Regions from separate parts of the Mus musculus genome. Here regions 1, 2, 3, 4, 6 and 7 are each linked to region 5. The links are chromatin contacts, called in public HiChIP or PLAC-seq and promoter capture Hi-C maps. All regions are on one chromosome and are shown on one strand. The core of a region is the stretch at or near the end of the contact, and the rest is flanking DNA. Distances in the headings are between cores, read along the strand shown.

What was found. Promoter capture Hi-C pulls out the DNA fragments that hold promoters and counts their contacts. HiChIP or PLAC-seq counts read pairs in DNA pulled down with a chosen protein or histone mark.
Region 1: an H3K27ac HiChIP or PLAC-seq map of VIP interneurons shows a contact between it and region 5, with 6 times the contacts expected there. The contact joins the enhancer-like site here to the promoter of M6pr in region 5. A contact is called at or near these places in 2 of 39 promoter capture datasets (embryonic stem cells and hippocampal neurons) and 3 of 115 datasets of contacts at active chromatin or transcription factors (VIP interneurons and embryonic stem cells).
Region 2: a contact with region 5 is called in a promoter capture Hi-C map of embryonic stem cells, with 5 times the contacts expected there. The contact joins the promoter of Iqsec3 here to the promoter of M6pr in region 5. A contact is called at or near these places in 3 of 39 promoter capture datasets (embryonic stem cells and hippocampal neurons), 1 of 484 Hi-C or Micro-C datasets (stem cell-derived neural progenitor cells) and 8 of 115 datasets of contacts at active chromatin or transcription factors (astrocytes, bone marrow-derived dendritic cells, embryonic hindbrain and 4 more).
Region 3: a contact with region 5 is called in an H3K27ac HiChIP or PLAC-seq map of microglia, with 5 times the contacts expected there. The contact joins the promoter of C3ar1 here to the promoter of M6pr in region 5. A contact is called at or near these places in 1 of 39 promoter capture datasets (pre-B cells) and 3 of 115 datasets of contacts at active chromatin or transcription factors (embryonic stem cells, microglia and regulatory T cell precursor).
Region 4: a promoter capture Hi-C map of hippocampal neurons shows a contact between it and region 5, with 2.5 times the contacts expected there. The contact joins the enhancer-like site here to the promoter of M6pr in region 5. A contact is called at or near these places in 2 of 39 promoter capture datasets (cranial neural crest and hippocampal neurons), 5 of 115 datasets of contacts at active chromatin or transcription factors (bone marrow-derived dendritic cells, embryonic hindbrain and embryonic stem cells) and 1 of 9 other capture datasets (embryonic stem cells).
Region 6: a contact with region 5 is called in an H3K27ac HiChIP or PLAC-seq map of embryonic stem cells, with 5 times the contacts expected there. The contact joins the promoter of A2m here to the promoter of M6pr in region 5. A contact is called at or near these places in 12 of 39 promoter capture datasets (the C10 cell line, the HPC-7 cell line, cranial neural crest and 5 more), 10 of 115 datasets of contacts at active chromatin or transcription factors (the 230-238 cell line, bone marrow-derived macrophages, embryonic midbrain and 3 more) and 1 of 9 other capture datasets (embryonic stem cells).
Region 7: an H3K4me3 HiChIP or PLAC-seq map of stem cell-derived neural progenitor cells shows a contact between it and region 5, with 5 times the contacts expected there. The contact joins the enhancer-like site here to the promoter of M6pr in region 5. A contact is called at or near these places in 2 of 39 promoter capture datasets (embryonic stem cells and hippocampal neurons), 5 of 115 datasets of contacts at active chromatin or transcription factors (embryonic hindbrain, embryonic stem cells, large pre-B cells and 1 more) and 1 of 9 other capture datasets (embryonic stem cells).

What each region holds. Positions count from the first base shown.
Region 1 is chr6:121,422,667-121,426,379 of GRCm38.p6, forward strand. The region is part of intron 3 of Iqsec3 (IQ motif and Sec7 domain 3); the gene reads right to left. Among named protein-coding and RNA genes, the nearest start is that of Iqsec3, 49 kb to the right of the region's middle. Within about 2 kb of position 1,940, at least 12 of the 459 cell types and tissues checked have an H3K27ac peak or open chromatin away from gene starts, as enhancers often do. A contact at or near this core is called in VIP interneurons, where this site is marked.
Region 2 is chr6:121,471,583-121,475,088 of GRCm38.p6, forward strand. Iqsec3 (IQ motif and Sec7 domain 3) reads right to left here and starts at 2,096. Exons shown (of 14, transcript NM_001033354.3): 1 at 1,443-2,096. The coding sequence starts at 1,981.
Region 3 is chr6:122,854,470-122,857,888 of GRCm38.p6, forward strand. C3ar1 (complement component 3a receptor 1) reads right to left here and starts at 1,688. Exons shown (of 2, transcript NM_009779.2): 1 at 1,515-1,688.
Region 4 is chr6:121,497,696-121,500,955 of GRCm38.p6, forward strand. No RefSeq gene overlaps it. Among named protein-coding and RNA genes, the nearest start is that of Iqsec3, 26 kb to the left of the region's middle. Within about 2 kb of position 1,561, at least 30 of the 459 cell types and tissues checked have an H3K27ac peak or open chromatin away from gene starts, as enhancers often do. A contact at or near this core is called in hippocampal neurons, where this site is marked.
Region 5 is chr6:122,307,121-122,310,454 of GRCm38.p6, forward strand. It overlaps M6pr (mannose-6-phosphate receptor, cation dependent), which reads left to right and starts at 1,600. Exons shown (of 7, transcript NM_010749.7): 1 at 1,600-2,046.
Region 6 is chr6:121,634,273-121,638,047 of GRCm38.p6, forward strand. It overlaps A2m (alpha-2-macroglobulin), which reads left to right and starts at 1,901. Exons shown (of 36, transcript NM_175628.3): 1 at 1,901-2,123. The coding sequence starts at 2,017.
Region 7 is chr6:121,406,382-121,409,870 of GRCm38.p6, forward strand. All of the region lies in intron 5 of Iqsec3 (IQ motif and Sec7 domain 3), which reads right to left. Among named protein-coding and RNA genes, the nearest start is that of Slc6a12, 66 kb to the left of the region's middle. Within about 2 kb of position 1,465, at least 22 of the 459 cell types and tissues checked have an H3K27ac peak or open chromatin away from gene starts, as enhancers often do. A contact at or near this core is called in stem cell-derived neural progenitor cells, where this site is marked.

The DNA of each region.
Region 1 (3,713 bases), core at 690-3,189, 880 kb before region 5:
AACTTTTTCCTATGCTTGGGGGAAATAAAAACATAGACTTGCTCTCTGGTCTAGGCTGGGAGCCAAATTCTCCTCTCTTCCTCCTCCTCCTCCTCCTCCTCCTCCTCCTCCTCCTCCTCCTCCTCCTCCTCCTCCATATTTCCAGAGTCTCATAGGGTTGAAGAGCTCTGCAGTGCCCAAGGTCAGGCCTACCTAGTCACTTCAATCTGTTCTTAATAGCTTTGCATGGAGAGCTAAGGGGTGATGTGGCAGCTGGAGTGCCCAGGAAGGGGCAGGGGGTGGCTGGACCTACTGGCCAAGGAACAAGTCTATTCACTTCCCCCTGAGCCCATAATTCATAGGTAATAAATTGTGGCTTTGTCTGCTTCCAAGAGAACGATCTGCCACTTCTGCCAGGAGCAGCAGTGAGGGGGTCTCCAGTGTCCTTAGAACATGCTCCCTCTTTTCAGAGGTCAGGCCAGCTGAGCCTGATGAGAACCCTGAGAGATGGTAGCAAGTGAGAGTGGAGAAAGAGTTGCTGGCTGGGGGAGGGGTACAGTACGAAGGAGCCTGGGCTGGGTGGGGTCTTCTTTCAAACCAAGGGATGGTTTCCTCTGGCTGAATTTCTCAGTGGAGAACACTGAAGCCATGTTATGAGTTTCTGGACTTTGCAAATATCAGGCTGAGAGCAGAGACCCTGTGTGCAAAGCTGCCCCACTTTGAACAGCAGGTCAGGCTGAGTGCATTGACCTGTGGAGCCTACACAAATAATTCCCTGTGATGACCAGAGATGGGAAGGAACCAGGTTAACACCATTAACTGTATCTTAACTTTGTCTTCCCATCCATGGTATGATACAGTAGCAAGATCCAGATCTGGGACACAATGTAGGGCAAAGGCTTTGCACTACCCCTAACAGAGAGCTGGTTCTCAGATAGCCCTAGATGGCACCCACATGTCATTGTCTACCACAGGAAGATGAATTATGTGGCAAAAGGGATTGAGTGTTTTGCATTATGGTGTCACTAGGTCTCACAGTAAACTGAGAGGGGGAGGATAACACCCTCTCTGTGAATGAAGCCAAGTGGGTACCACTTCTGCATAGTCTTGTCTTCACCCCACCCTCTACAGCCTGATCCTCTGGCTCCCTTCTGCTTCACATTAAAAATCCGACCTTCCTTCAGAGTAAAAAGAGCCTAGGGATGCTTCAGCCTAGCACCAGAGTTCACAAATGAGGAAACAGGCTCAGAGAGGAGAGGCAATTTGGAAACAGCAAACCACTTCTTGGCAAGGTGACTCAGGGTAAGGCTGGACTTGGAAGCTTGGGGTCTAGAAGATATGCCAAAAGAGGGGACCAAATGTCACATGTATGGATCCTGGATTCGGGGACAATGTCTGGGTGCTGCTGACCACAGATCTATGGCCTTGAGGTTTGGCAAGATCAGGGAGCTTTACAACAGGGACAGCCAGCCAAGATGGCTTCTTCGGCAGCCACAACAGAGAGCAGGGTACAAACTCCTGGGAGAGCTGCAGGATTTGGGAATCACATCAGGCCCTCTATAGTCCAGAGGGTCTAGCTGCTTTCCTAGAGGGGATGTGGAGCATGCATGCTTGCTCTTTCTGTCTCTCTGTCCCTAGATTGTACCCACAAGGATCATTGCAAGAGGAAGTGAACAGACCAGGGCAGAAGGGGTAAAGGGTGTTGGAGTTGGGTAAGGGGTCCTCTTCCTGGGGCAGGGTCTTGGGGAAGGGGTCAGTGAGGTGCAGGGAAGCTTGGGGCAGATGTCTTTCACTCGCTCATTCCAGGCTGAGCATTTCCTAGAAGCCAGGGGCTATGCTGAGTGCAGAACTGTGGCTGAGAGCAGAGCCGCAGCTAGTGTTCCACTCCATAGCTGTCCATGTAGATTGTACTATGAAGTGCAACCTCTGCCCTCCCCCCTCCCACCCACGCTCTCCCTCCCCCGCACTGTGAGCATTCAAAGGATAGTCCATCCAGCTGGGCAAGAGCCAGAGAACAACACGGTCCTTGTCTGTGTGAGTGGGGAGACTCCCAGTCAGCCGTGTAAGCCGTGGGCGCGCTCCACGCGCTCACCCAGCTTGGAGCTTCCGGATGGACCAAAGTGTAAACTGAGACCACCTGAGAAGCACAGTGGAGCCAGCTTAGGTTTGACACTTCCAGTGGAGGAAACAGCCTGTGTGAAGAACCAGAGGCAAACAGGCTAGCCAGGGGGTCTCAGGGACTGTGGAAAGGAACAGTAGGGACCCTGGAGTGAGCTTGGGTCTGTGGTGGGGGGGGGGGGGTGCAGAAAAGCTTTTGTGCTGCACATCAAGGCAGCCATCAAGGGCTTCAAGCAGAGAAGAGATCAGCGTGATCACAAGTGCACTTGGCAGAGATGACTCAGCCGTGCTGTGGTGGCCAGGGTGGAGGGGCGCAGCTGAAGCGGGAGCTGGCAAGAGGTGGCCCAGGGGTGCTGGCAAGAGGCAGGCTGGCCCGGCCTTACGTGGGGTGGTGGAAAGGGTGGGATTTGGGGAGAAGTTAAAGGGTCTCAGTAAGGGTTAAGGATGGAGATGACAGAAGGAATCAGAGAAATGCTTCCAGGTTTCAGTTGGCGGACAGGAAAACCTGGGTGGGGGAAGACAGAGGAGACCATGGTTACCCACACTCCCAAACCCGAGAACTGCTGGATTCTGTGTGATCGTGGGTAACCACAGGGTCAGAATAGTAATCCCTCTCTCCCAAAGAATTACGAACAGTAATAGGACCCGGTTTAAGCTTCAGGTTCATCCCCATCTCTCTTTGTCACAAAGCCATTCTTCCTCCTTTTCAGTCTCCAAACATTTTCTTTGGATTTTTTTCCCTAATAGCTCTCATATTTGCATACACTTTAAATTAACTTTTAAGTTGACCGAACAGTGATATTTATTGTGGCATTTCATACTTCGTTTTCCTTCTGGAACGACTAGGGTTTTATTAAATTTAAAAGGCCCCTCCCTGAGGTTTAACTTCACCTTCCTGTGGTGCTGGGGATAAAGCCCAGAGCCCCATAAGCTACAAATGTGTTCTACCACAGAACATCTTTTTAATACCAGGTGCTGAGCTGGGCAAGGGGGGTGGGGGAGTAGTGGTGGTGGGGGAGCAAGTGGGGTGGGGGACGAGGCTGAGAGGCCAAACAAGCTTCCGGAGAGGTGAGGAAACAGGAGGCCAAGGGCAGGAACATGGGGAAGAGGAAGAATTTCAAAGACAGAGGCAAAGGGGACAGCACACAAAGCCTCAGAGACACATATGTGATAGCTGAGGCCCAGAGAAGGCAAACAGCTTGCCCAAGGCCACACAGCTCTTTAGCAGAGAGTGAGGGAATTCAGTCTACTGTAAATGTGTGCCATGCTACAACTAGCTTGCTCTGGCCTCCTCAATGCTCCTTTTCCCACTTCTCCTCCTGCATGCCCTACCTGTGGTTGGTCTAGAAAGATACAAAATTCAGAGCAAGCCAGCTGTTCCTCAGACTGATTTCACAGGAGAGACTGACCCAGTCTTAGTGGCTCAAAATGCAATCCCACCTGTTACAATTGGGCTCACCACGGACAAGTCACCAGTCAGACTTGAACCTGCCACAATCCTCCATCTCCTAGCATGTCAGCTAGCACGTGGACTAATTTCTCCTGCTCAAGCCAGGCCTTCTTTGGTTTGGTTGATGGACTCTAAATGTGATTGTGATCCTTCCGGGTGGGAAAGA
Region 2 (3,506 bases), core at 846-3,345, 840 kb before region 5:
GTCTTGAATCAGATGCTTCAGGTCTATCAAGCCAGGTCATCCCTGAGCTTCTGTGCTTCTGTCCAAACCTACCCTGTGATCAAGCATGCCTACTTCACCTTTTAAACTCCACTTTGATGGGAGAGGAAAGTGAGGTAGGGGGCAGAGAAGAGGTGAGCTTTTAAGTGATGCAGCCAGTCTTCACAAGTGTCTTCCAGACATAAAGCACATGCAAATAGAGATGAGGCACTCGGCGGCTCTCCTCACTTGCCCCTCCCTCTCCTGTAGCATCACACCATGAAGGCCACTGCTAACCAGGTACTGATTGCCACGGGGCTGTTCTTCTCTCGCCTGTCTAAAAAGAAGCAATACTGACAGCATCGCCAGGCTCTTTCAATACAGAGGAGAAAACGTTCCAGCCCCCTTTATCTCATCCTCCCACATTCCTATACCATGGACCTCACAAGTGAAAAGAAATCTTGAGGCCCTAGACTCTGCGTGGGGACAATTAATATTTCTCCTGGAATCCAAGATGAGGTTTCCTAATAACCAAAGGGAAACAAGGCTTGCCATAAGAGGCCACCACAGAGATTTATAGAGGCATTACATTCAAGAAACTGCTTTCCAGCTGTCTCTGATCTCATTGTTCTCTTCCCATGATTTGAACCCAGATAAGCTTCTGAGTCAGTGGAGAGCTCCAGCCAGGTGAGTCCTCAAGCTGAAACAGAGACATCCAGGAGTCTGGAGGGTTGTTTCTGCGTATGCCTTGGCACTATAGAGGCTCAGCATAAAGATGTTCACTTGGGTCAGAAGGGAGAAAGCTTTCCCAAGTGAGCCACTCCTGGCTCTGACTCCCACTGCATCAGATAAAGAGCCAGCTCCTTCCCCTGGGCAGCGCTGTCTCCCACCATTCATCTTCCTGTATCCAGCTCCCCTGCCTGTTCCCGTTCCCCCCCCACCTCCTGTCCTTTGCTTTATCCTACCCACTCTAATCCTTGCTGCTGGACCCCAGCCCCTATAAAGCGCTTAAACTTCCTGATCAAGTCTGTTTTGGTGTCTCACTCTTTATTTAAACAGTTGTACTATGCAAACTCACTTCCGAATTTTTCCTAGCTTAAATCCTTCAATGGTCCCCTGCTTTGGCTTAATTTTTTTGCCCCCAACTTCCTCCCAATTTTATCTCCCTTAATTTCTGGAAGTTATCATTATCCCCAACCAGTTAAAGCCCATTCCTCTCATTTTTTGCTCCAAAGATGGTCCAAATACTTCCTTTGGCTCCAACCACCACAGACCTTCCAACGCGGATCTCAAGCCCTCCTTTGCGGGACTCTCCTTGACACATTTTTTTACCCAAGGCATTTTTGCCCGCTTCACTTCACAGTGCTCAAGTCCTTCACTCTTACACACAGATTTCCCATTTCCTCACACCCACTTGCTTCTCCCACCTCCTTGTCCCCACTCACTCGGGTCTCCTGCTCAGGACGCCCTTGCCGAGGGCGGCGGGGGATGCGTGTTGAAGCAGGGCTCCCGCGGCAGCACAACAACTCGAGGGACGCTCCTTCTCCTTGTCAGCTATGGCCCCGGGTGCCACCGGGTGCTGGTGGGGCGACTGAGGAGTCTGAACCCTGCTGCTGGGTGCAGGTTGGGGCTGCGCCAGGAGCTGACCGTGGTGCTGAAGCGGCGGCTCCGGTGAAGCGGGTATGAGCTGTCCGTGGTCCTGAAGCGGTTCCTGGGCCGCAGCGGCGGCCGGAGCAGTGACTGCAGGAGCAGGCAGTGGGGCAGACGGCGGCGGGGGAACCAGCCCAGGCGGAGGCTGGGCTTGCAGCAACTGCTGGTGTTCCCACAGGCTGCGGTTCTCCGCGCTCAGCTCGTCTAGACGCCGCTCCAGCTCATCGATGCGCTGGCGCTGGGTATGGATGAGGCTTTGCTGGTTCTGCACGATGGCCGTGAGCTCCTTGAGGTAGAGCACGGCGCGCACCGGGTTCTCCAGCAGGCTCTCCATGCCGCCCGCCGCCGCCTGCGCCCTGCCTGCGCCTAGGCGGGCGGCGGGGAGCGTGAGCGCGCAGGAGCCCAGCAGCCCAGCAGCTCTGGCGGTCGGTGGCCTCCCTCCCTCTCTCTCCCTCCCCTTCCCGCCGTCGCCTGCGCGTCACCGCCACACAGGCATTCGCACACGCACTGAGGGGCGGACCGGCGCCAGGGCCCACCTCCCACCTCTGGGCTTCGTGAGGAACCCTGCTTCCCGCGGGGGCGTAGGAGAGGCGGGTGGGGATGGGGAGCAGAGGGGAAGAGGCTGGGTCGAGCAAAATACTCTATGAAAATCCAGGATGGAGATCAGTCCTACCAGGGAAGAAGGAAGAGCCAACCCAAGCAGAAGCGCTGGGAAAGTGCTATAGAACTAAGACAAAAAGGAAGCCGCCAGAGAAAGATGAAGAATAAAGGAAGCTGCCAAAGACATAGAGAAGTACAGGCACCCAGCTCTAAAAGGTCACAGTCACGTTTTCCTGTATCTAGGCACCTCAGAGGCAGGGCCCATTTTTAAGACCTTCTAGGGAGGAGACACACCTGCCTTTTTGATGCTCAACAATTTGCTCTGTAGGATGTCCGTGAACAGTTATGAGACCCTAGAGAACAAGGCGTGTGTCTGTTGCTTAGTTCTGGCGGGGGTAAGTTAAGGCAGGAAGGCTGCACATGCAGGGATTTTTCTCTGGAAATGAGATCTCATGGCTCTTTGGACCTCTCTGACAGGAACAGAAACCAAATAGAACCTCTGAGGTTCCCGCTTCCAGAACCTTCTGAAGCAACCATTCTTTTTGACAGTTAGGAAGCACATGCAATTAGTAAATACTGGACTAGGAGATGATATAATAAAAACTACCAGGATGGATTTGTTGGCTTCTTGTAGCTTATAAGCAGTGGATCAAAGACTTAATAATTAATTTTGAAAGGTGGGAGTAAGACAGAGCTGTGATCAGAGTGTTGTAGGAGTCACCAGTCTGGGGATCTCCGGAATGCTTCTTGGAAGAATTAACATTTGAGGAGGGAGGGGTTTTCCTGGAAGCTCAGAGACATGAATCAACATGGAATTATCTGTTAATTTTTCAGTTTTTGCACATAACATCCACTAGATGCAGCATTATACTAGGTCAGCCAGGAGGAAAATTAAGGCAGGAAGGCTGCTAGGGCTAGATTTTTCTCTAGAAATGAGGTCTCAGGGTATTTGGAGTAATAATTCATATGCAACAGTGTGCGCTCATTCTGACTACACAGCTCCGTGGATTTTGACAGTATACACCCGATCGCTCATCACTACAAACAAAAAAACTGTTACGTGTAATAAGCACCCCTCTGCTCTGTTCAACTTCTTGTCCCCAGCCCCAGCTAAGCACTCATCTGCTTCCTCTAAACACACATTAGTTTTGCCTGTTGTGGAATCTAATATTAACGAAGTCACATAATGTATACTTGCTTGTGTCTGATATGTATGTGGTCCCTCCATTCCGTTACAAATACCATTAATTTCTTTTTTA
Region 3 (3,419 bases), core at 438-2,937, 550 kb after region 5:
TGAACTTGACAAAAGTTTGTGACAAGTCTTATGCGGTAAGCAGAAGTTAGGATAACAACAGAATAAGAAGAAAAGGAGAAACGATACCCACTCTGGTCTCTGTCTTTTTCAAGTCCTACCATTCCCTTATGTGAACGGCAAGAACTCGGATCTAGTGTCCCATTCCAACCTCAATGCGTACCATCCTAAGATGCTGAGAGCAAAGCCCACCCAGAGACTGCTAGGAACAGAGCAACCCACAGACATCCCTCGCTGTGCAGCTTTTGATGCTGAGATTCTGGAGATGACGTGGCTTTCACGTGACCGCAGCCGGGGAGAGCCCCAGCTACTCACCTAATAACGCCTAGGTTACTGTTCTTTTTTACTGCAGGGATCACATGACTGAGAAACTGTGGTCTCGATAATAAAGTGGACATAGCGATTTAAAATAACAGAAGTTGAAAGGAAAACATTCCAATGTAAGAGCAACTGAGTTCCGTGCTGTGAGGAATAGTTTAAATATCACAAATGATCTTCCTTGAAAGCTCACACCCTAAAAGTCATCCAGGACAAGACCACATTACATTTCCCCAAGTTCTGAGCAACCCCCCCCCAAAACCAAACCAAACAAAAACCCTCTATGTTTAAGTTTTTTATAAAGATTTCAGGATTGAGTTGGCCAGAGTAATTAAAAAAAAACCTGAAACTAAAATGTATTTATGATGAGTAAAAATTAGATTTAAATATCAAATAATAATTATGGAATGATAGAACCAGCTATTTTGATAAGGAATAGCTCAAAGAACGGGAGAGTTACAGAGAGCAACAGAAGAAGAATCCACATATGGGCATATATATATGTGTGTGTGTGTGTGTGTGTGTGTGTGTATATATACATAAAAATAAATGTGTGTACATGTGATCAATGATTACAGAAGCAAAACTAAGGGAAGAAAACATGATCTATAATCTAGGGGAATAAATAACATAAATTCATTATTATTTTCAGAATGAAAATATTAAAAGCCAAGATAAATAGAATGTATAGTATTTACATAAAAATAAAAGTAGACATGGAGATAAGACAGGAGAAATAAAAATTTGGGAAAGTTGGGAGGCAGAGACAGGCGGATTTCTGAGTTCAAGGCCAGCCTGGTCTACAAAGTGAGTTCCAGGATAGTCAGGGCTACACAGAGAAACCCTGTCTCGAAAAACAAAAACAAAACAAAACAAAACAAAACAAAACAAAACAAAACAAAACAAAACAAAACAAAAGTTAGGGAAAGAACCAGATATGATTGTGTACAACTTTAATCGCAGGAGAAGGAGATATAGCTCTGTGAGTTTAAGGCTAGCCCAGTCTATGTAGTGAGTTCCCAACCATCCAAGGCTCTATGTAAGACTCTCAAAAAAAAAAAAAAAAAGTTTTAGGGAAAAGAATAGAAGGAAACAGAAGATAAGGAACTTGAAGCCATTGTACATAATCAGCAGGCTAAACCAAGCATGAACTATAAGGCTCATCTATGTTTTCTTACCAAGCACACTGAGATGGAATCCAAAGGCTCCAGGACTGATGATCTGCGAGCCACCAACAAATCCTGTCTGGTCCAGCCAAAATGAAGTAGTGAAGTGCATTGGACGAGTTGCTGAGCACTGACTTTTCCCTGGGTAAAGGGAACTCAGGATCATGACTGCTATCTGACTGCACAGGAAGGGCCTTTCCATGAGTCACCTCTTAAACTTAGCCGGCGTAGATAAGAAAAGCAGAAGGACAGAGGAGGGCGGGTGGAGGAGGCCGATCAGGACACAGATATTTCCTGCAGGAACCTGTCACCTTAGCTACGAGATGCTGAGATGCAGGCAGGCAGAAATTTGAGGCTTGTCTGTGCTACAGAGTGAGGTTTTATTTTTTTCCCTTTAAATTTGCTTTATTTTATCTTTATATCAGTATGTGTGTGCCATATATGGTTGCTCACAGAGGCCAAGAAAGGATGCTAGATTTCTTGGAACTGGAACCTAATGTGGGTGCTGGGATCTGTTTTTAACCTCCGAGCCATCTCTCCAGTCCCATAGAATGGGGTATTTAAAAGATCTATTGATTTTCTTTTATGTGTAGGAGTTCTTCCCCCCCCCCCCATTTGTGTGTACATATATTTGTGCCTGCTACCTATGGAGGCCAGAAAAGGGCATGGGGGGGGGGGTCCCTGGAATTGAAGTTATAGATTTGCCAGTCACTCATTTGGTGCTGGGAACTCAACTATTAAGCCATTTTTCCAGCCTCTACAGAGTGATTTTAAGACCAACTTGAGAAAGTTAGCAAGACCTTATCTCAAGACAAAAAAGTAATAAAAGATCTAGGGATATAGATTGTGGGTGAGCACTTGTCTGCTATGTCCTAGGTCTTGTGGTTAATCCCCAGGTCAGGAAAAAACTGTGTGTGTGTGTGTGTGACGACGGGAGATGGCTATGATCAAGTTAGGTTGAATGCATATGTACTTGTTAAAGAACAAATAACACATTTAAGAACAACAACAAAAAGATGGCTGAGTTGGGAGGTGTAGCATAAATTTTTTGCAACCTACTTTTAATTATAAGGTTCATTCTCTTCTCTAACCTACCACCCAGCAGAGAGAGTGGAAGAAAAGTTATTAGAATATGGTGGAAGTGGGCCTGTTCAGCAATAGTTCTTTGGGGGGGGGTGGGCGCAATCCCCGTCTTCTTTCTCAGCAGTTCAGTCCCATAGCAAACACCAAATACAACTCAGCAGTTGTAGACCAGTCCTATAGGCAGGCAGATGCCACACATGAGCTAGCAGCTTCAATCCAGTCCTCTCCACCAGCAGACACCGGGCATGAATGCCAACTGGTCTGAGGCAAGGCTGCTAAAGTGGCAAGCAGCTGCAGGAACCGAAGTCCTTGGGTGAGTTTCTCTCAATGGCTGCATTACCACGAGTTGAGCTCAACCACGCTATATAAGGTGAATGAAGAATGGGGAGACAGAGCAAACCAAACCAAGGCTCAGTGCTCATGCCCCACTGTCTGTGGAGTCATATTTACATTCTTTCCTCAAGTGTCCTTTCACGTGTCTGCTATATCAAAACTTCCTTTCACCGTCGTCTGCTTCAGGAAAACATTTTCTCACATGTTTAGTTTAGCAAGACATCCTTTCACCTGTGCACCCCAGCAAAACATCATTTGACAGAACTAACTTTCCAAAGAAACTAGAGATTTCCGCTTAAGGGGGTTTTGAGGAGGAATGCTGTAAAAATACATTTAATTAATCTCAAATGGTATTGCTCTATGTTTGATACATGGATAAACTGTGCTATGCCAAAATGAGAATAAGTTAACTGTGTTCTAATTTCTGACGATACACACAAACACACACCCTGCAACACAAACATACTTTGTATATAAATAGAAATAAAATGGAACACAATG
Region 4 (3,260 bases), core at 311-2,810, 810 kb before region 5:
ATGAAATGGGGAAAGGGAGAAAATGACCTAGTACTAGCATTCATCTCTCTTTGCTTCCTGACTGTAGACACAATGTGACCAGCAGCCTTGAACTCCTGCCTCCACGCCCACCCTGCCATGATGGGCTGTATCCCCAGGACTATAAACTGAAGCACACTTCTTTCCCTTGAAATGCTTCCATCAGTACTTTGTCAGAGTAATAAGAACATAATTAATACTCCGGCAAAATATTCATTGACTCCTCTGTGACTGGAACATGGCGGTAATACTGGGAATTTGAGGGAAAACACCTCCCAGCATGGGCTGTTGGTTTTATGCAAACAGGCCTTGGCGCCAACCACATAATAGGCTGTGGCTTGCTCCGTGTAAGAAGATATTAACTTTGTCTGCTGGAGTCGGCTCTGCACCCTCATCCTGCCAAGCCACCTAAAGATCCTTTCTCTGCTTTGCTAATTCTTTTCCTCCACTCCTGGCTAGATTTGTGTCCCTCTGTTTAGTCTTGATGACTGGAGGAGTTCTGCCCAATATAAAGATGATATGAGCAATGAGTGTAGTTAAAATCTCCGGTAGTTACATTACAATTTTAAGTGAAATTAAATTTAATAATCTAACCCAATATAGTCCAAACATCATCATTCCAACACACATTAATATGAAAATATTAATGAAGGACTTGAAAAATATCTTTTTAAAAATATTAAACCCTAGAAGTTTTGGGTTATTTTAGAATCATAGCACATCTCAGTTTATATGTTAAGTTTTTATTGGAAATTCATGTTCCGTATTTAGACTGCAGGTTTACATTGGAAATGTAGATTAGCAGATTTAAATGGTCTCATCCATACGTATGAATTTCCAAATAACCCAGTGGAGTATCAGTTTTAATTTTTATTTTAGCATTATTCATGTTAACAGGACAGCTCAGGTGCTTTGTCACAAGGCTATCATTCTGAGTGTTCAGCATATACATGTGACAAGCAGCCATACAGGATAGTCCCCCTGTTGCCTGGTCCCAGCTCTGCCACCCAGCTCTGGTGTTATCCTCCCACCTAGACCATCTTCCGTTTGAACTGCCATCTCTGAGTATAAACACATGCGCACAAAGAAGGGAAATCTCCTACTGACTATTCATGCTCAAGAAATTGAACTTTTAGAGTCAGAGACAATTGCTTTCTTATCTAGCAATACCTCAAAATCCCAGATTATGATTTTCATCAGTCCTGAGAATGGAGGTCTTTCAAGGTCCCTTCGACATAAAAGGTGGGGACCATATTAACCATGAGGAGTACAATAAAGCCTCTGATAAATGAGTTAGATAGTGTTGGTGCCTGTGGAGGTGGGCAGCTTTACACATGTGCTTCGCTCTGTTGGAACAATCTGGTTGTTAAATAAGGGCCTTAAGGCATCCATTCGCATTTCACACTTTAAATTTTTCATCATTTAAATTCCTTCCTTCAGGTTGATAATTTTTCGTTCAAGCTTCAGATCTCTGGCTAGCGTTGGCTTGATTTGCATAATCCCACCTCTGACATTTAGTCCCACCCCTTAGGGCCTCCTCCTTCCTGTTGGCGCCGGGCAGCTCCTGTTGAGCATCAGCAGTGCCCCAGCCCTCTCCAGGCAGCCACCCAGCTCTCTCTCTGGGAAGAGGCTCATGCTGTTGCTGCCATGGCCACTGCTGCTCTGCTTCATGATGCTCAGCTAATCCTCCCTGAGCTGTTGCAAGGATTAATCCTGCGGCCCTGGGCCCAGCTCCTGCATGTGTGGGATTTGTGGGCACAACCAGCAAGAGCAGGGCGCAGCATCTGTAATGCAAATCTAGGCAGGGTGCTAGGCTCCTGGGAGCAGCTTCTAGATTCCTGGGTTCGCGCAGAATAGCAAGATGGGTCAACCAGACCCTCTGGGTATGACCTTAAGTCTAAGAGCCTTAGAGCTGAGAGGAAAGTCTTGGATCCCCAATTTCTGCCTGGATATGCAGACATGTGCGTGCATGCACAAACACAGACATATGTTTGTTCCTTTCTTGCATCCTTAATGCTGATTCATCAACCTCATTCTGACTTCGCACAACGGACACTGACGACTTATTGCATTAAAAGTATATTTTTATGATAGTGTATGTGTATATTAACGTTATGTATTGAACCATCTTTCTGCCTCCAAAGCTTGCTTTTCTTTTTGATATTAATTAATATCTTGCTGCAGGCTTCAGGCACCGTGCCTATTGGAGAAGTCAGCTTGGCCCATGGCCCCTGCTTAATTCCACAGCTCATGTACAGAAGGTGGGGGTGAGCTGGTAGAAGAGCCGGAAGGTGCTCAACTGGGTCATTCTGGGCTCAGAGAGGGATAACCAAGCTCCCTGACAGCTGTCTAGAAGGAGGTGCCCAGGAAAGCCAGTCACTGCAGAGGAGGCTGCATTGTGGTTTTGTGGAGTCCATCTTACTCCCTCACTCCCTGCTACATGCCAGTAAGTGTGAACAGGTCTGAGGGATGACTTCTTCCAAACTAAGTGCAGACGTCCTCTGAGAGCACAGGAGAGGCTCCTCTCTAAGTACTGGGGCAGTGCACTTGACAATAATGTTTATTAAGAGGTAGGGCTGAGACTAGGTGATGAATGGATGTGAGGATTGCAAAGCCCACCTGGGCAACATAGTTTCTGTTTTAAAGAAGAATAAAGGACTGGGCTTGCTGGTGTATGCCTTTGATCCTAGCATCCAGGAAGCAGAGGCAAGCTGAGACTCTCAACCTAGTGAGTTCCAGGCCAGACAGGGTTGAATAGTGAGACCTTGTCTGAAAGAGAGAAGTGGGGATGGAGGAAGAAAGAGAGGGAAAGAGAGGAGAGAGGAGGGGAAATAAATAAAGAGATGCTGACCTTGGCCAGGTGTTTAAATCTCAAAGCCATATTTTTCTCTACCTGAAGAGAGAATGAAGATAATGTTTTCCTTACCAATTTCTTGAAAATATAGGATACATAGTTAAAACACAAGAGACTCTACAAGCTCCAGACTCCCAGAGGTTGGGAGGTCTGAAGACTGCTGCTGTATCAAAGGGAAACCAAGAGCCAACAACTGGTGAAGAGAGAGGCTTATTTACAGTCAGGGCCAGAACTGGGGGAAAGAAAATTCTGCCTCTCCTGTCTTTCCTGCAGGAAGGTTACAGCTTTATACAAAAGATGAAGCAAAAGCCAGGAAATAGGTACAGTGTAGCTGTGAGTCAGAGCCTTGTGACATCTCTTCCTGCTAGACAATCCCTCCCCCTCTGCT
Region 5 (3,334 bases), core at 350-2,849:
GGGAGAGAGGAAAGGAATGAGATCTCTGAAATCTAATTTCCCTTCTTGTTTCTTCTTTGAGCACAACTACTAACAAACCGTAACCACCACCACCACCCCCAATGATCAACAACCACCCCTGCCTCTCTGCACATACCCTCTGAAAAGTTCTCAGAATTCCAAATACCACCACAGAAACTATCAAACATATTTGCCTTGTGCTCTAGCAGGGACTAGCAAAAACCACGTCCCCTGTCAGAGCACAAGGCAAATATCATAGCCAGCTGTTGTGGACAATCTGAAGCAGCCCCAAATCCCACACCTGGGATCAAAATGGAAATATGTTCTTAAAATTGTTTTCTGTGTTAAAGAAGCCAAAATTCCAAAATTCTCACTACAGACCATCACAGAAAACCATGACAGGACACGGTGCAGAGATCAGCAGGTGGTGAGGGGCCTAGCCACAGTGGCTACCTCTACATCACAGCTCCTGCATCTATGACTCAGGACACATAAAAAAAGAGGGGGGCTGGAAAAACCGTAAGAGCTGCAATACCAGGATGTCTGGTGTGAAACAGTCTCATAGAAATGGTGGCAAAAACAAGATCTAAACAATGGCGATATCAATATGCTAACAGAGAAGTGAGGCTATGCCATACAAAGTGATCATCCTTGAAATCATGTACATACAAACATAAACAGATTCAGCAGGTTGTAGTGTATCTATGCAAATATTTGTAACTATAACAATTAAAGAAGATGAGACCATCAGTCTGAGTGGGGGACATGGGGAGAGCTGGGTGAAGGGGCCTTCGAAAGAAATGGAAGAAGGAAAAAGTCAGAAGAAGGGGAAGTAATTATACTTTAATTAAAATGTATTAAAACTTTTAAGTTAACTTTTTTAAAAAGTATAGGACACTACGGTGTTAGCAGTTTAAGCACAGTTCTACCTCTGACATGAATCCCTATCTAAGCAGAGTGAGGGAGGTGCATGCAAAAGCACGTGAGAGTAAAAGGGGCATGAGCAGCTAAAGCCAAAAGAAACTTCAGAGGAAGAAATGAGTAACCTGGAGAGCGAATCCAGGAAGCCGCAATTGTTTCAAACCAAGCTCTAAGAACAACTAGGGCTTGAGAAGTGGATAATAAATCCAAGGAGTCTTCAAATGACCTTACCAAAGGCACAAAGACACGGGTCCCCCCAAACTGAAGTACAGGCTAGAGGGCCGGCACACATAGGGCAGGCGCCTTTGATATATGCCTTTGACAGTATGCTTATCTAGCAAGATGCCACAATAGGAAAATTCATTGCCCAGGTAACAGTAACAATAGTTATGTCCCGAAAGAATTAGAAAATTCTGAACAAAGAAAATCAAGACAGGCAGGACCTATAACATTCCACTGTCTGGGTAGCAGAGTCAACTGCAAACCAGAAGCGAGCCCAGCCGACTGATGGCTAAACAGCGCCTCACAGAGGCCACCAAGGTAGCAGAAGAGTCCTAGAAACTACAACTCCCAGAGAGCTTCGGGCGAGGGAACTACAACTCCCAGCAAGCCCAAGGAGCGACACTCTTTGTAGTTCCACAGATCGCCCTCACGTACTGTCTTCAGACCTATTGGGACACCTGGCGCATGACCCCGCGTGGATGAGGAGCGCCCGCCCAGAGTCCCTGGAGGCGGAGCTCGAACCTCATTGGTAGAAAGGCGACCCGAAAAGAAGAAACTGATCTTGACAATCTCCGAGTGATTGGAGTTGATGGGACCGGGGAACAGCGAACTAGGCTGCTGACCAATCAGCGTCCAAAAGAGAGACCAGGGAACCAAGGTTCTGCGGTCACACGCCGCGGAGTCTAGTGGGAGGAGCAGTTGCTCAGCAGGCTCTCGCTGCTTCCTGTTTCCGGCTTCTGGAGCGGGGCGCATTGAGGCGCCTAGGGAAGCGCTGGCTTCAGAGAGGAATCGAGGGACTGGGGTCTGCGCCCCCGCACCCCTGATCTCCGGACGCGTCTTCCAACCTCAGAGACACATTCTTGGGGGCTTCTGAGCCGCGGTTGCTCTGTTTTCCCGTGACACGTGAGTGTTGGGGGCGTGGAGGAAGCGGGCTGGGGTCCTCGCACACCTCTGTACTGAAGGAGGTGCGGACCAGGACTCTCGCTTGGCCGTGGTTCTGGCTGGAGATCCTGCTAGGGAGCCCTAGGGAGGACTTGAGGCAAAAGGCATGAGAACGGAGAACGCCAGACTTCTAGGAGTGAGGAAGAGGAGTTCCAAGATCAGAGAGGGATTTGAGATGTTTTGAAGGTTGGAAAAGGAAAGTGCTCATGTGTGAAGTGTTAACTGGATTCTTGTAGAGAGAATTTTGACCTGTATCGTGGGAGTAAAGTGGCGTCATGGCGTCATTTGGGGGTAAGGTATGACTTTGAGTAGATAGAAGGCGAGAATTTCCAGACTCCTGGAAGAAGTTCGAGGAAGGTCTGTTAGCATGGTGTGGAAAAGAGTGACAAGAGTGTCTTGTGTTTCTGTGGAGACTTTGAAGCACAGAACTACCTCCTTGGGGCACTTTAAACATTGGGCCTTTCTGCCAGTTGAGACTGATCTTAAACGTGTTGGCTGCAATGAACCAGGAGGAAGAAAATAAAGCCCTCCATTAGAAAATGGAAAACGGCCATGAGTGGAAAAATGCGTGCAGGGCTGAATGAGGTCAGCAGTTTCCCAACCCCTAACTTAGTCACTCGGCGTCCTATAGAGAATGTTTCAGCATTGCCACTAGATCTGTCTCTATAGAATAAGAAAGGGGAATTCTCAAGAGCCTAAGATCCTGTTTTACAGCGTCTGAGAGTTATAAGTGCTTGCACTCTGGGGATCTCTTTGGACCATGCTAAATAGGAACTGCCCAGCTTTCAGTTTTATCCTGCTCTCTATTTGGGCCTGTATTTATCAGAAGTTTGACCACAAATGCCTTCATGGCATTAAGTCATCCAGGTTGATTTAATATTTGTGTAGCCTAGGACAAGTAACTCAGTGAGCAACTCTAAGCGTCAGACCCCTCATCTTTTCTAGGCTGTGTAACTAACACAATGCAGGCATAGCATTTCAAACATACACCACACTGAATCAAGGAGAAGCAGCTCAAAATTAGACTCAAATCTTAAGCTGGGAGAAGTGTAAAGTTATTCTTCTACTAACTTTTTGAACGTTTAAGCAAATGACAAACAGTTCCACTCATCCAGTGCCTACCGTGGCTTGTTTTAATTTTTTCATCCTGTCCCAATTTTGTGAAATTCTTTGCCCTAATTTGGGAAGAGAAAGCAGCAACAGTTAACAAATGAGGAAATAACTTGGAGGCCAGAGTGCACAGCATTCA
Region 6 (3,775 bases), core at 651-3,150, 670 kb before region 5:
CTCTTCCTATCACTTAACAGATGTTCCTCATGCCCTTGCCCTGAGTGTTTGTTTTTTTTTCCCTCAGCATCTTGTGGTAGCATCTTCTGAGTACCACTATTCTTTCCTACAGCCTGTGCAAGCAGGTGAATCTAAGCACTTCACATATTCAGGCAACTTAACTTTAACCTACAAGAAATCCTGCCTGTTTTCAAGATTCTGTCCACAAAGAAACAACATAATCCCAATTTTGAGTTACGACCCAGGACATCGATAGCTGAATGTGGCCATGATTCACAGGAGCAGTGACACACAAAGTCAGGGTGCAGACTTCACTCCTAGAACACACTTACCAGGAACAGCGTACATGGATAGGTCACAAGCACGGTCTAAAACTGTGCGTTCTCTCGGCCCAGCCCTCTGTCCTTGCCTCTGCTCCTGCCTGTCTGTTTCTCGTCTTACTCAGTTACTGACCAGCTGGGAAATTAAAACAAACACGTTTTTATTCCCTATAATCTTCTCTCTCAAAGACGCTGCCACTCTGTAGCCCCCTTCCACGTCCACGGTGAATGTCCGGGTATCACCCGCTTGTCACCCACCCATTCTCCCGTCTTCTGGATTATTTCCTTTGTCACCTCTCTATATTTCAGTAAGATTGATCTCTTCAAGGATCAGATGTGAGCTTAAGTATTTTGCCAAAGATCTTCTCTGATTTAAAGCCAACTCCCTTGACCACCCTCCTAAATAGTTAAGCTTTTCCTTCAGGACAAAGAAATCTCATTTCCTTAAGAGCTTCATTACTACTGAATATGTGTGTCATTTTAAGGATTAGAATGCCCCTTGCTCATCTCCTTCTCTGTCTAACCACCACTCAGAACTCACAGCTTACTTTAGATTTCTGCTTCCTTCCGAGTTGTTTCCAGGAGCCCATAACAGGCTATGTGTCCCTCGCACCTGCCTTCGAGGAGACTTCAACTTCTCTAATGATAATGGTTGGTTACTGTACTCGCTTTTAAAAGCCGTCCTATCACCTGCCCTACGTCATAGAACTTTTACGGATTCTTACTTCTACTTATCTGACATTCTATCGCTAGGTTCTAGCCAAGGAGGATCAATAAATGGTTATAAATAACCAAGAAGCTGCAAGAACAAGTAGATGGATGCATGAATCAATGAAATTGCCTCCAGGACAATTCCAGAGACTAGAGAGGGGAGTGTTGCACAAAAGCATTTGTTGAGTGGATGGCAAAGGCAGCTGGGATCTTTGTTAGGCACAGTAAAGTGGGGTTTCTGATACTGGTTACTTTTCACCTTAAACTGGAATGAGTGTATGTGAAGGTTAAGGCCCATGCGGTGATATCCTGGGATTTAGAAATTCACTGTTTAGGGTAGACAGCAAGCCCAGGACCCTCCTATCTCCTGTTCTCCAGCACCTGGATTATAGGTAAGCATTAGGAAACTTACAAAACAGTCATTTCTCCTGGCCCTGATACTTCATTTTCAGTCAATCTAATGTATAACAATACCTCTAAAGTCAATACCTACTTCCTAGTTTGGTTCAAAATTCCTTTCATGGAAGGGAGCTAAACATGGGCTTTGCGTGAAAGACAGACAGACCTTCTGTGGCTCAGAACTTGCTGGCACACTTGAATTATTCAAACCTCTCCAGTACTGCTTAAGCTGCAGCCTGCTTGCCAACTCTCCAGACAGGAGCCCAGAGCATCAATAAGTGGCTGTGGGGGAGGAGAAGGCGATTATCAACTTTATTGTACAACGGAGAAAAAGTGAGCAGTAACAGGAAAGTGCTTAATCCTTCTGGGAATTCCGGCTAACGGGTCAGGAATTAACCTTGGCAGTAACTAGGCCATCAATGACCCCTTCAGAGAATGTTCAAAAAACCTCAGCTTTGTTCAGAGAACTCGTGTGGGTGGAACCCGCTGTTTGCATAAAGCCTAGCTGCTCCTCAGCACGTTCAGGACCAGATCTCTGGCGGGGAGCAGGGTGCAAGGCAGCCAGGTCTCCAGTCCTCTCTGCAGCATGGGGAAGCGCTGGCTCCCAAGCCTGGCCCTGCTGCCGCTGCCGCCACCGCTGCTGCTGCTGCTGTTGCTGCTGCTGCCCACAAATGCCTCAGCACCACAGAAACCGTGAGTCCACCGAACGCCAGAAACTTGAATTTAAGGCTTCTGTTTACTCGTTTCTTTCTTACAAAACCGTGACCTTCTTTCTCATCTCCTAGGTTCCTTAGAGCGCCGAGATTTGTACAAATCCTCCTCACTCATTATTCCTCCTCATCTCAGTTTTAATCATTTCTCTTTAGCTCTCTGGATTTCGGAATATCCAAACTCCCCGGTGACACACAGAACCTTTGTAGGTACTCTTGTCTTCAGGACCTCCTGTGGCTCTGCTGAGACTTTGCCCTTGCTTTTTCCTTTACATTCCTCAGGGCGTTTGATAAAACAAAGATTTTTTTCTTTTCAAAATCTCTAGGAATGATTTCAAAGGTTGATGTTGATGCTGAAAATGTAAACGACTTTTGTTACAGGAAAAAACAAAACAAAACAAAACAAAACAAAACAAAAAAACCCCCAACAACAACAACAACCCCAAAACCAAAAAAACTATTGTGCAAATCAGCTAGCGATGAAATCTGTGCTCCAAAGAAACGAACCAAGGAATGTAGAGAGACAGATAGACAGACAGAGCAGGTCATACAAGAAGATGTACAAGAAACAGTGACAAAGACATAGTTATTGGGAACTTTTTCTTAGGGCTTCTATTTACACATAAGACAAATGTTACTTGTTTAATGGGGAATATCCAGCTAAAGGTGAGAGCACCACGGTGGAAGAAGAGAGCACACAATTCTCAATATAAATGTATGAATCATGAATATATTTTTTAGTAAGTTATGTACTAGGACTTCTGAAAATAATCCAATCATAAGAAAACATTTAACACTTACAAATTTATGGTCACACATATAAAGGAAGAGTTACTGTTAAATTTATATACCCACAGGTAATATTTCATATTTATATTAATATTAACATATATATATAACACATATATGTTAATAAAAATGATAGTTGATCATGAGATATTTTTAAGCATAAGGAAATCATAGTATAAACTTCTGGATAGTAAGTGGCACAGAAATTAGAATTTTTGAGCATTACAAAAAGAACCTACACATTTTATTTATTTATTTATTTATTTATTTATTTATTATTTTATTGTGGTTGTCCATTTGTTTTGTGGTTGTTTGTTTTGAGACAGGATTTATGTTAATTATGTCTGACAGCATCCCCGTCTCGGCCTCCCAAGTCATGAGCCACATCTCTCAATATCTATTGTTAAGTAGGTGATACTACCTATAATATTTAAAATTCTATGGACTAGCTAAAATCCAACGTAAGTGAAATTAAGCCTTATTTTAGGCTATCAAGAGAGTTTACTGTTTAAAATTGTAATAAAAGTAGAAGTTAACTTGAGAGTACAGAAGAGTTGGGTGGCATCTAAAGACATTCTTGAGAGTTGCTGTTTGAAACTGGAGGGTTGGTCTTTAGTCATACATGATTGATAAATGGTCTGCTCTGTTCCTGAGTTTCCAGAGGCTGGATTACATTGAAATGGAGCTTTTCTCTACATTTGGGAAGGCAAACTCATATGATAGAAACATCCAGGTTGGGTAACCCACAAAGACTTAGTCGTCAGCAACCGCAACCGAGACTCTCAACTAGTGACTCTTTTTGTGAGGTTCAGCTTTCTTATTTGTCAAATAGAATCACATTCTTGA
Region 7 (3,489 bases), core at 215-2,714, 900 kb before region 5:
GAGCCCTTTGTCTTCCAGTTATGCCCCAAGTCCAAGAGGTTCTGCAATCTTCCAAAAGGGCACCGTGAGCTGGGAACCGAGTGTTCAAACATATGAGCCTGGGGGAGACATTTCACACTCAGACCACCATATCCTACCTCTAGCCCCCAGTAAACGCCTTTTCAAAATGCCAAATGCATTCAGTATAACCAACCACAAAAGTCACTAAAGGCTTATGGTTCCAACAGTGCTCAAAATTCCAAATTCCAAAATCCCTTCTGAGTCTCTTAATTGTGAACCTCTGTGAAATCCAAAGACAAGTCACGGATTTCTGGCAAGGAAGGATGGGAACAACACAACACTGAGGCTTAGCTCGGCAAATGCCAATCCTTGCACCTTCACATCTAGCATCTGGGGTTCACAGTGGCCTCAGGACGGCATCTGTTATATTTGCAGTGAGTCACAACTATGCCATACTGCTCTAATGCTATGCTGCCTCGAAACCAGGGTCTACTACTTCTAAATCTAGTCTCACTGAAAGCTCAGAGTCTGGGTAGGACCCAGCCAGATGCTTTGACAGATGTAGCATCTGGTTCTAGTCCAGGTTCTGGTAGAGTTTTGATCACTTCTGCAGCCTCAGGAGCTGGACTTTTCGTTGTTTGTGTTTCAATCAGCATCTTGCTCTTCTAATCAGTAACTGTGATAGCTCTACCCACAGTCTTCTAAGACTTCTTGAGCCTAAAGCTCCAAACTCTTCCATGTTCTCTTCTTGTCACCAGGTCTTAAGGCCCAATAGGCACATAGTCAGCCTTATTAGTGTCATGGCCCCACTGCTCAGAACCAATTTTCTGGATTAGCTATTTTTCTCATCACTGTGATCAAACACCCAACAGGAAATAACCTAAGTGAGAATGGATTTTTTTCTGGCTCATGGTTTGAGAGGATACAGTTCAGCGTGGTTGGGAAAGCTTGGTTAGTAAGCTTAAAGACAGGAAGAGTATTAGTCAGAAGGCAGAGAGATAGGATCAGAACCAGGGACAGGTTTTATAAGCTTCTACCCTCCACACCCTGTATCTGCAAACCAGGCAGATATTAAAAGATTTTACAACCCTCTACGACAACAGTGCCAGCTTGGGATCAGATACATGAACTTGTGACACTTCCCATTCAAATGAAATGTGTCTTCTGGGAAAATGAGCCCAGAGCCCAGAACCATCAGGCGCCAGGAACTCACTCTGGGATCAGGGCCCATGGGGGTATGCTCAGCTTGGGCAAGCATCTGAGGCAGCTCCTGCTCTGTTTTCCCAGCCTTTTCTTTTCCCAGCCTCACAGGTCTGAATGCTGCCTCTGAAATAAGAATTTCCCCTCAGAGAGTCATTCTAACTCCATCTTCCCTCCCACTGCCGCTTGCTGGGGAACTCTGTGGCTTGGCATGCCTCAGTCTCAGACAGGGGCGATTTATGTCCTTTTGTTTGGCAAACAGCTGTGTACAGAATAGAGGTGACTTGCTGAATGCCTTCATGCAGGGGCAGGGGAGGCCAGGGCTGTAGAATATCCCAGCGAAGCTTTTGCAGCCTGGGCAAAGCCACACCAGACAGCTGTTACTTCCTGTGCTGCAGCCCATGGGAGTGCGGAGGGAAGAGTTGATTATTTAATGTTTCCACGGCGCAGACTGGAGTGGTGGGGAGACACCAATGCTTCCAGTGTCCCGGCTCTTGAGGCTGACACCTGACTCTCTTTGTTTCTCCATGTCCTGCTGGCTTTTTGTAGGAAGATGCTGCCATATCTCAGGCACAAACTAGGGAGTTATGAACTTGGGGTACAGGGCTCTTTTTCTGTGGGGTTGAGTCAGTCCAGGGGCTGAGTGTGTCAGAAGTTCAGATTCTGGGGCAGGATTTGTACCTGCTGAATAAAGCATGGGACGTAAGGTATTTGTGGCATAGTACCTCTCCTCTGTACTTCACCCTTCGCCCCACACCCAGGATGCCAGTAGAAAAACCCTTGTCTTCTTATTGGCTTAAAAAATATATTCTCTCATCATCCATGTTTAGGTGTGTTCGTTTCCTGAGACCATGAGCCATGCCTGTTCACACATACAGAATGCCCCAGTCCAGGTCTATTCTTAGTATAGAACAGGCACTCAATGTTTGTTAAATGAATAATGAATGGTCATCTCACTCTTCCCTGAAGCCCCAGCATTGCCCTCAAGCCTGAGGACATCTCTGAGACTCTGACAGGATGACAAAGCATGGTCTCCACATTTAGGGCAGAGACTCATCTGCCCTAATGAATCAGCAAATGCTCTAAGGAACAGGAAAGATGACAGATTTCACAGAACTCAAGGGGACGTCTGAGATCACACAGCCCAACTTTCTCATCTTACAGATAAGACAACAGGACCTAAGCGAGCACCTTCCCCAAGCTACCTAGCACCCAGAATCAGAGACAGCTCTTTCTTAAAATCTACCCACCAGCCCCTTCTCAACAGACATACTAGCCGATATGGGTCTGGCTCAAGCCTGGGTGCCAAGGTTGCCAGCTTACTCCCTAGCCTGGTTTCTAGCACAGGCCACAGCAGCAGGCCCAGGTCTGAAGCTCTTATTCCCCCACCGACTCACCCATTGTCTGCCATGCCCTGTCTCTGGGGAAGGGTGGTAATTAGCTTTCACTGCATGGTTCAACACAAAACCTGTGCCCCACATGTTCCGGATCAAATGTGGGCTTGGCACTGGAATACAGGTCAAGTGGCATGGTGATGGGGCATGGCAAAAAAAGACAAACAAACCAACAAATTAACAAATAAACCAGAGGAAGCCATGAGGGGAGCAGGGTCACTCATGTCTCCCTGAGGAGAAAGACAATCGAAGTTCCCTGGGAGCGTGGGTCAGTTGGACAGAAGAAAGTTAGTGGAAAGGGACAGAAGGCCAATGATGGAACGGGGAGGAGGGGATCCGGATGGGTGGAGGAGAGGATGGAAGTGTGGTCTTTCTCCTCTTGAATTGTTCTGGGTCCCTGTGTCAGTTCCTGGGCATCCTTTTGGGACACACCACCTGACAGAGTTGGCCAGACAGAGAAAGTGGGGCTGTAAGGAAAGAGAGCAAATGGGAACTGCTAGAGTTTATCAGTTCTCACTACTCTTCCAGTGAGAGACCGCAGGCTCAGGCCCCAGTTCCCAGAGGGGCAGGGGCAAAGCATTGGTTCTACCTACCGACACCATCAAGGGAGGGCGAGATCCTTCAGACAGGGCTCAGCCCTTGCTGTCCTACCTGCATTGAGATGGCACTCCCCCGTCACCATCACTGACTCCAGAGCATGTAAGGAGCTGCCATCTGGGCCTTTAAGGTTCTTCATACCATGAGGTGTGCCAGGATACCAAACCTCATTCTCAAACAATAAACGGTCCATCCTGGAAGGGCCAAATCCTCCCACCCTCACAGGCAGGTGGGACACAGAGGACCCGTGCCATGTCTACTTTGCAAGAGTGCTGTGACTGCTCTATAAGAGAAGCCA